Linked DNA regions of Sus scrofa: region 1 is linked to region 2. Evidence: chromatin contacts called from public Hi-C data. All regions are on one chromosome and are shown on one strand. Each heading gives the region's core, a stretch centred on a gene start, on an enhancer-like site or on the middle of the called end of the contact. The rest is flanking DNA. Distances are from core to core; before and after follow the strand shown.

Region 1 (4,781 bases), core at 376-2,875, 490 kb after region 2:
GGCCTACGCCACAGCCACAGCAATGCAGGATCTGAGCCGCAACTGCAACCTACACCACAGCTCACGGCAATGCTGGATCCTTAACCCACTGAGCAAGGCCAGGGATTGAACCCACAACCTCATGGTTCCTAGTCAGATTCGTTTCTGCTGTGCCAGGACAGGAATTCCTATTTTTATTTTTTTCATACTCATGGCACATGGAATTTCCTGAGCCAGGGATTGAACCCACTCCATAGCTGTAACCCAAACCACAGCTGAGGCAATGCTGGATCCTTAACACCCTGTGCCACAGGGGAACGTCCTATATTCTTTTCCTTAAAGAAGACCTTTACCAAGTCAACAGTGTTTGAAATACTTGTAAAGAAACTAAGTATTCTAACTAGTCTGACTAACCTTTCAGCCTCTCAGCCCTACCCAGCCCATATATATAGTGTCAGAATCAGATGTTACAGTGGAGAATCTGACCAGTGGTAATTTCCACTAGGAGTAGGTCTTTTTTTTTTTCCTAATGACTTGTCCATGTTGAACATTTTGATGCCATGAAAACATTGAGAAATTCCCCTTTCCCCACCCCCAAACCTCCACCCCAGTAGTTTTCCTTTCCACACATGCCTCTTCATTTCCTGATTCTGGTCTGGGCTTGAAGCAAAGCTACCTGAATCCAGCCAGAAAAGCTGTTATTATGATAGTTTTGGCCTAACAGGGGCAGGAAATACCAATAACCTTATGTGAGCTATTCCCCAATGAAGAGCCAACCTGAATGCATAATATGGAGCCCTTGCATAATTCAGATGATGCTCCGATAAGGTCTAGACAATTGGGAACACCTTCCCTTCTTTCTAATCCTTGGAGGCCACTGGGTAGGTATGGATCCCCCACAAGGAAATGCTGAAATAGGAGGCTGTAATAACAGGTTTTAATTTTTGTACATGCAAGCCCCCAAGAAGTAACAAATAACATTTCTATTAGGAAAATTGTTCCAAATGCTAACTTAACTGTCAAATGGATAGGAAAAAAAAAAAAAAAAGATTGCCAACAAAAACGTAGAAGTCTTGGTCTTAGTCCTTGAGAATGAAGGACTATTAGATTTGCTGCCCAGTCCTTCCACAATTATGCATGTTCATTTCAATCAGGCTGTGAGGTAAAACAAAGTAGAGTTCCTTTCCCTGGTGCATTGTAAGGAAGAAATAAAGAAAAGGAGAGAGAGAGATATTTACCCAGGAAACTGCGTGATCTTCCCACCAAGACCATAAGCCCATTTATAAAACACATACAGCACATACAACATCCCATGATATGATCCATCTTTCTTTCAGTGAAATATAATACTAACAAACTGATGTTATCAATATCTGGGTTATAAAGTTGGCAGCTTTTGGAGATCCTGTGAAATTGAATTGTTATGATCATTACACAACTACAGATGTGATACATTCATTTGAGTAATAAAAAAATAAAAATAAAAATAAATAAAGTTTTCAGCTTTAATCCTGTTCTTCAACTGTACCTTAAGCCTCTAAACGTGGGTGTTTATGATAACCTAGTTCTTACTCCTACCCGGAGCACTTTTGACATTGCTCTTGTTGTTTGCAGTCTTTGTTTGCCAGTCCTGTTTACTGTGCTCAGAATAGCATTCAAGAGAAACAAACACTGTAGAATTTGCATTGGCCTTGTTGTGACCTGCCTGATGACTCGCCTTCACTCTACCAACCCATGCTTTCCCAGCTCTGCCACCAGGGTATTTTTCCCCCAATTAATTGGAGAACACTGTTTACCTGGACTCAAGTACATGTCTGGGCTGGGCTGTTGGAACTGCCTTGGGGAAGAGCACGAAGGCAGGCCTGTAGGTAGCTGGCCCTCTCCCTAAAGTCTAGAGACAGTAGGGCATGAGATTTTCAAAACAACTTCCTCTTCGGAAAGCTTGAGGATTTTTGGTTTGTTTTGTTTTGTTTTTTCTTTTTCTTTGAATGGTTACCTCTGAACATAATGACTTCTATTTGCTTAGCTCCCAAATATTCTATGACCATTTAGGATGGTCACAAACAGAGACAGTGGAATTGGTCAGAAGGATGCTGGATGACCCCGCTCTTTCCTGCAAAGTCCTTCACACAGAATAAGAGCCCAGCTCTGTGTCTGTCAATAGGTAATTAAATGAATGAATGAACACACTAAAGAAATAGAATACGTAGCTCAGCTTTACTGGGAATGAGGGCCTGCCAACCCCAAAGGCTCACTTAGGCAAGAGCCTGCTAATTCTAAAAGCATGGTAGTTGGATGAGTTTCCTGGCACTGATTAAGCCCCACCAAACAACCCAGGTTGGAGGTTAAGGGCGTGACCCTTCTTCATTGTATTATTGCTAAATCAGTATGCATATTTTGACCCTCAATTCTACTGAAATCTGTTATCTGTTTTATAAATGATTCTTGCTCCTGGCCACTGTTCCTCTACCCACCCACCACCAACCTTTTAGCCTTTTGACTATTCATTTCAATCTCTTCCCAAATTAAAAGGATTAGGGAGGAGCCTTAAAACCAGTTTTTCTCTTAACTGAACACTCCTATGAAAATGAGACCAGGAAATGAGGGCGAGGGAAAAGGTAAAAAGAAGTTGAAAAGCTTGTGTGATCCCAATCCTACTAGAAGGGATAATCTAAACCTAGTGATGGGGAGGCGGGGTGAAATGGAGAACAAACATTAAGAAAGGAACTTCACTGCTTTACAAGTAAATAACAAACCCACACTGAAGGGGGTGGGGAACAAGAGCATTAACCTGAGTGACTCCGGGGAAATAGTATTTTATCTGTATACTAACAGTTTGTATTCAACTATGTACACATATACACTGCATCTCTCAGGGGGTGTGGGTTAGCAATCCTGAAACTGTCTTATGTTGAACCAAAAGTAAATCTACAGTGGATAATAAAAGAAAGGTTTCTCACTGTTGGAAAAGAAGAGTTACAAATTAGGAGAAGGGAAGTTTAGGTAGAATACATCCTATAGTGTTGCATCAGAAACAGAGATATCTGTATGAGCTCATGGATTTAAATGTGTGTCTATAAATGGGCTGCCTCTTAGCAGTGATAATCTAGAATTCCTCTCCTTTATTTTTTTTTATTTTTTTTATTTTTTGAAGTCTCGTGTCGAGGTCCTTAAGAGAAGAAGAAAAATATTTTTTAACCAATGTTTTTAAGAAAAGTAAATACCAGACTCACACTAGGAAATGCTATTCCAAAGGAGGCCAGAGAGGATGTTACTAACCCAAAGCAGAGACTTAGGGTGGAACTCAATAATGGAGGGGGGAGCAGTAAACAAAAAATACTAATAACAGCTAAGACAGGATCCCTGTTCTCAAGAGGTCTTGATCCAGGAGCCATGTTCTAAGGATGGCAAACTCCATTTACTCCATTTAATACTCTTAAAATAGTCACATACTTAGAGGCTACCGCTTTATTTTAATGAAAATCTCTTGACCTGCAGAATTTGTTTAAAGACAGAAGTTCTTGTCTTTCACACTTGAGAGAAAAGAGCAAATCTAAACCTTTAGGGCCGTTTTAAACCAAGTTTGAATTAACAATGCCTGATCCAGGGAGTTCCTGTGGTGGCGCAGCGGTTAACGAATCCGACTAGGAACCATGAGGTTGTGGGTTCGGTCCCTGGCCTTGCTCAGTGGGTTAAGGATCCGGCGTTGCCGTGAGCTGTGGTGTAGGTTGCAGACGCGGCTCGGATCCCGCGTTGCTGTGGCTCTGGCATAGGCCGGTGGCTACAGCTCCGATTCAACCCCTGGCCTGGGAACCTCCATATGCCGCGGAGCGGCCCAAGAAATAGCAACAACAACAACAAAAAAGACAAAAGACAAAAAAAAACAAAAAAAAAACAAAAAAAAAAAAACCAATGCCTGATCCAAATAAAAAGCAGAGCAATTCAAGAGCCGATACCAGGGACTCTTCAAACAGACTTAAACTTACAAACAACCAACTTTCTCCAGAAAACTTTCCCATCTGTTAGTCACTTGCACAACTTCAATGAGACATTAGTCAAAGAAAGAGGCTTGACGCCACGTGGAATGAGTCACTCCCAGTTCAGTGAAGTCTCTGAGGGTTAGTGGCAATCCGTCCACTTCTCTGTTTCCAAGGAAGGATTTATTTATTCATGAGATCAAGAAGGAGCAGATGACTGTAACACTTCACATCAAATAGAGACATGAATCACAGAATTAGCAGGTACCCAAAGACTCTTGTTGATGGAGACTGTGAAGGGAGCTTCTCTCCACCACGTCCTCTGAAGCAGAATTTTCCCGTTTCTGCTTTATCACTGACGGTGTGGTCATGTCATTCTCTGTAAAAATACTTGTACCCTACTAACTTCTGTAACTTCTTTCTTATTCTGACTGGAAGAGCCAAGAGAACAAGAAAGTTTAAATCAGACTTTACTGTGTTTGTTTCCTTTGCCTGACTGAGCATTCTGAGGAGTTTACCACAGGAATAGAATGGAAAAATTGAAAGATATAACCATAAATCATTATAGGAGCAAAGCCCTAGCAAGGAGCTAAAATGATTATGCACAGTCCTGTTTTGGATCTCAAAGCCATGGCTCTAGAAAGAGCACTACTACTTAGAAAATTCATCCTATAGTGCAGCTGAGAGCTCAGGTTTTTCGAAATGTATTGAATAATGTATTTTAATTGAATACATTGAAATTTATTGAATATTGAATAATTGCTAAGTCTAAAATCTCGGACTTATTCATACAATAAATAATGATTGTTTATGATGTACCAGCCC
Region 2 (4,801 bases), core at 62-2,561:
ATGGATGAAGAGTTTGATGCAAAAGTAAGTCTAAAACATCACAAAAATTAACCTATGGAGAAATATTTCCACAGTTTGACGGTCATGTCAAAGTTTAAGGTGCAGCTTCTGATTAAGACTAATGCTCTTGATTCCGTGTTTTGTGACACCCCAGACTGGTGATTTCTCAGAATTTGTACTCACTACATGCAGCACCATGGTATTCCAGAAGGTGGCGCTGCTTTTCTGCAGAAATTTTTCGTGATCCGCTCAACAGCCTCCTCATTTGCATTACTGCTGCAAAGACTTGGCCAGAAAGCAATCTGAATATTTTATATTAGCGGAAATAGGAATTGCTTACATTTATTATATATTCCCCGATAAATGCAGGTTTCAGAAAGTTAGATTTTTTAAAAATGGCTTTCAATTTTTTTTGCATTTCTGACATTGAGAGACCAAGTTCCTCATTATCCCTGAACACTTTCAGATCTTTCAGATATATAATGGGTTGAGGGGACTGAGAGGACTTGAGTAGGCATCTAGGCCACCCTTCCTTTCTTTAGGTGAGGATCATATAGTCCAGATCCCTGACCAGGTCATCCATAAAGTCAAAGGCAGAGCCAGGAGTCAAACTCAGATCCCTTCACCATCCCATCCTATCCCTGCTGTTAGTTGGCATGTATCAGTTAAGCATCAGGTATGCCTCGCTGCTAAGTGTAAGGTGACAAAAGCCAATATCCATCTCATTCTGAGGATCTGCTATGGGGAGTCCTCAAATAGGAGTGTGTGTGTGTGTGTGTGTGTGTGTGTGTGTGTGTGTGTGTGTAGAACAGGGGTTCTGTACAATGATTTGTCTCATTCTTTTTTGCAGCATCTGACCCAGGGTAAGCCCTCAACAAGTATTTTTTGAGTAAATGAAGGATGGAAGGAAATGAAGAAAGGAAGGAAGGAGAGAAGGAGAGGAAAGGGAAGGAAGGGAGGAAAGGAAGAAAAGAGGGGAAAGAAGGATCGGAAAGAGAACAGAAAGCGTGGAGGAGAGGGAGGGAGCCCAGCGACTTGGAGCACCGCTTATCACCAGCAACAGCCAGAAGGTAGGGGCTGGGATGATTCACCCTGGGTCAGAGCGCTCTGAGAAATAGGATGGAGAACACTTTCTGGCCAACTGGGTTATTTTATTAGCTCTTATTTCATCCTATTTTGACTCAGAGTAAATTAAAAGGTGAATTTGGCGGCTTGTAAGTCTCGGGGAGGCTAAGTCTCCACCTGCCTCTGGTGTCGAGTCTGGCGGCGCTGGGAGGACATCCGCCCCCTCTCCCAGCCTCTCCCCCGCCCTTTCTCCCAGCCTCTCCCCCGCCCCCACTGGGTTCCCTCTGCTAACATCCTGGAAACTGCCCATTCATAGGGCAGACGGGACGTGGAAGATTTTGGGAAGAAGTCCATATTCAGAGTCAGAAAAATTCCAGGAAATCCAAACACATGGTTTTATTAGATTCAAGTCTAGAATAAGAATTATCGGTCTCAGTGCAAGCAGAGCAGAGAGGCAACCGCCCGAGACAGGAAGCACCGCCTCGCCTTTGAATACTCAAAGGCGAAGTACTGGCTTTTCTGTCTTGTGATTTATCTAATTCTAGAGGCAAAGCCTAAATGCCCTGAATTTTATTTCTGTGATTTTCCTTAAGATCCAGTCCCTCCATGGGGATTTTTATGTTTTATGCCATGGATCTCGCTTGACCTAATCAGCCATCAAAAATCATCTACCCTATGTCCCACTACTTTTGGGGTTTTTTTGGCTGCACTCTTGTTACTGGAAGTTCTCAGGCCAGGGATGGAACCCTGGCAATGACAATGCCAGATCCTTAACCTGCTGAGCCATCAGGCAACTCCCTATGTCCCATTCTTTCCCTTGCTAATTGACTAAATAATCTGAAGTGATAATTCCTATCTTAGAGACATATTTAATTTTTAAAAATTTTTGTTGAAAGATAGTTATTTACAATGTTGTGTTAATTTTAGGTATACAGTAAAGTGATTCAGTTATACATGCACACACACATATATTTTTTTCATATTTTCTGTTATAGATTATTACAAGATATTGACTATAGTTCCCTGTGCTATACAGTAGGTCTTTATTTATGTTTTATATATAGTTCTGTATATGTGTTTATCCCACACTTCTCATTTATTCCAACCCCTCTTTTGCCTTTGGTAACCATAAGATTGTTTTCTATATCTGTGAGTCTATTTCTGTTTTGTAAATAAGTTCATTTGTATCATTTTTTTAGATTACATTAGAAGTGATATTGTATGATATTTGTCTTTCTCTGTCTTACTTCACTTAGTATGACAATCTCTAAGTCCATCTATGTTGCTACAAAAATTATTTTTTATGTCTGAGTAGTATTCCACTGTACATATGTACCACATCTTCTTTAACCATTCATCTATAAGATGGACATTTAGGTAGCTTCAATGTCTTGGCAACTGTAAATGGTGCTGCAGTGAACACTGGGATGCATATATCTTTTTGAATTATAGTTTTCTCAGGATATATGCTCAGGAGTGGGATTGTGGGATCATGTGGTAACTCTATTTTTAGTTTTCCTAAGGAAGCTCCTAACCATTCTCCATAGTGGCTGCACCAATTTATATTCCTACCAACAGTGTAGGAGGGTCCCTTTTCCTCCACACCCTCTCCAGCATTTATTTATTTATTTATTCATTTGTTATGGCCACACCCATGTCCTGCAGAAGTTCTTGGGCCAGGGATCAAACCTGCACCACAACAGTGCCCCAAGCCACAGCAGTGACAATGCTGGATCCTTCATCTGCTGAGGCACCAGAGACCTCCCTCCAGCATTTATTATTTGTAGACTTTTTGAAAATGGCCATTCTCATTGGTGCAAGTGATGCCTCAATGTTGTTTTGATTTGTGGGACATACTTGATTTTTCACACGGACCTGGACCCAAAATGCTTTATCTCAGGAGTTAAATCTATGCTGCCTGTGGAGATTTCTGACATTATATCAGGTCGTGAGGGAAGTGGGGTCGAATCCCTTCTTACTCCACTTGGAGGCCTGCCAGACACACCACCTGGGCAGCCGTATGATCACGCCAGTGCATGAAGAGGTTGTATCAGAAAGTCATTCACTTAGCAAACATGACTGAGGAACTGCTAGGTGCCAGGCGCTATGTTGTCAGGGCCTCCGGCTCAAAGGTACCCACCATGGAAAGGAGGGTCTGTGCCCTTGGGGAAGAGATAGTCAGGGGCTTTGGCAAGGACTGATGGGGGAGAGCATCAGGAGATCAGGGGAGAAGCGGATGGTATTCAGGCAGCCGTATGATCACGCCAGTGCATGAAGAGGTTGTATCAGAAAAGATAGATTGCAGCACTGGGTAGTTGCCCAGTGCAGATGGACAAGGAAAGCATCGAGTGATTCTAGTTTATTTTAGAAACCTGCAGGTAAAATGAAGAGTACTAAAGAGTGTAGTCATAGGGGGAACCACAGTTACACAAAACGGTGTGTGTGTGTGTGTGAGTGAGTGCATGAAAAAATCACACTCATGTTGAGGGTGATGGGTAGTATATTTTCAATTTAGGGGATAAAAGACTTTGAGTCTAAAAACCAGCAAGTCCCAGGTGACCTCACAGTTACCAAGGAATGCAATACACATTATGATTTTTTTTTTTGGCACATGTAGGGTTTATTTTAAATATTTTAAGGATAGAGTTACAGCATAATTATAAAAATTACTTACAGAATTAAGACTTATTTATACTTCTAAATGCAGAGAACAGGGAACTGTCTACATGTTGTCTAAAATTAAAATTAAAAATTCAAGCTTGAAAGATGAGGTCATTTACCTAATTTTAAAACACAAACATGAAGACCTCTTAAACCATACACATTTGTTCAAACTGCACTCATGATGGAAAATACAAAAAGCGCAGCATTCCCCCCAAAAACACAGGCATATCGGCCATAATTATTTTCCATTATAATAATCGTTCCTGTCTTTGGAGAACTTTTTTTTTTTTTTAAAGACAATCAGTTTAAGAATGTTTATAGTCACTACAATTTGTGACAATCAAAATAATTTTCTAGCGGAGTCCACAGTGTTCAGAGATTCAAGCTCAAGGCACTTCGGGGTTTGGCGCATCAAAGAGTAACAGAAATGAAATCTGGTTTAGAAGCTACTGATTGTTTTCAGAATGTGCAGTCCCTTCAAATACTGTATGACATTTACAACTGAAAAACCACCTTCTGCTGGCATTACATTTGTCTCATCAGTGCATTTTTATCTATAACCACTAAACAGCACAGTAAACCAATACACAGAAAACTGAAAATAAAACAAAGACCATAAGAAAATCTAAATGTCTTTAACAGCAATTTTAGTGAGTTACGTTGAACATTCTACTTAGACTAACATGCAAAAAAGGATGGCCTGCTTTTAAGGTTTTCCTTTGACGCTTTACAAGCACCCAGACATCACACACAGGCAGGCACGCATGCATGCGCGCCCTCGTGTGCACACACAGACACACAACACAATCATACTTAACAGGTCAGTGAAAAATGCCAATACATTTTATACAGAGAGTCATATCTTGTCTTAGGTCCCACGATGATAATGTTGGAAATTAACACTGGATTCTCTGAAGAAGGAATCAATATTCGGATGCCAGGAAAACACAAGCTATACACAGGGTTCTGAAATATGAGCCTAAAGGAAGACCGAAACACTTGGCTGAGGGGCAGAGTTTGTCACAGCGTCAGGAAGTGTGGTTTAATCCACAGAGAGAATAAAGAACGGGGA

What was found. A called contact is a pair of places that touch in the nucleus more often than the background predicts.
Region 1: a Hi-C map of liver shows a contact between it and region 2, with 6 times the contacts expected there. The contact joins two enhancer-like sites. A contact is called at or near these places in 1 of 47 Hi-C or Micro-C datasets (liver) and 1 of 2 datasets of contacts at active chromatin or transcription factors (alveolar macrophages).

What each region holds. Positions count from the first base shown.
Region 1 is chr1:29,591,041-29,595,821 of Sscrofa11.1, forward strand. No RefSeq gene overlaps it. Among named protein-coding and RNA genes, the nearest start is that of SGK1, 150 kb to the right of the region's middle. Within about 2 kb of position 1,626, at least 6 of the 83 cell types and tissues checked have an H3K27ac peak or open chromatin away from gene starts, as enhancers often do. A contact at or near this core is called in liver, where this site is marked.
Region 2 is chr1:29,100,915-29,105,715 of Sscrofa11.1, forward strand. No RefSeq gene overlaps it. Among named protein-coding and RNA genes, the nearest start is that of ALDH8A1, 43 kb to the left of the region's middle. Within about 2 kb of position 1,312, at least 29 of the 83 cell types and tissues checked have an H3K27ac peak or open chromatin away from gene starts, as enhancers often do. A contact at or near this core is called in liver, where this site is marked.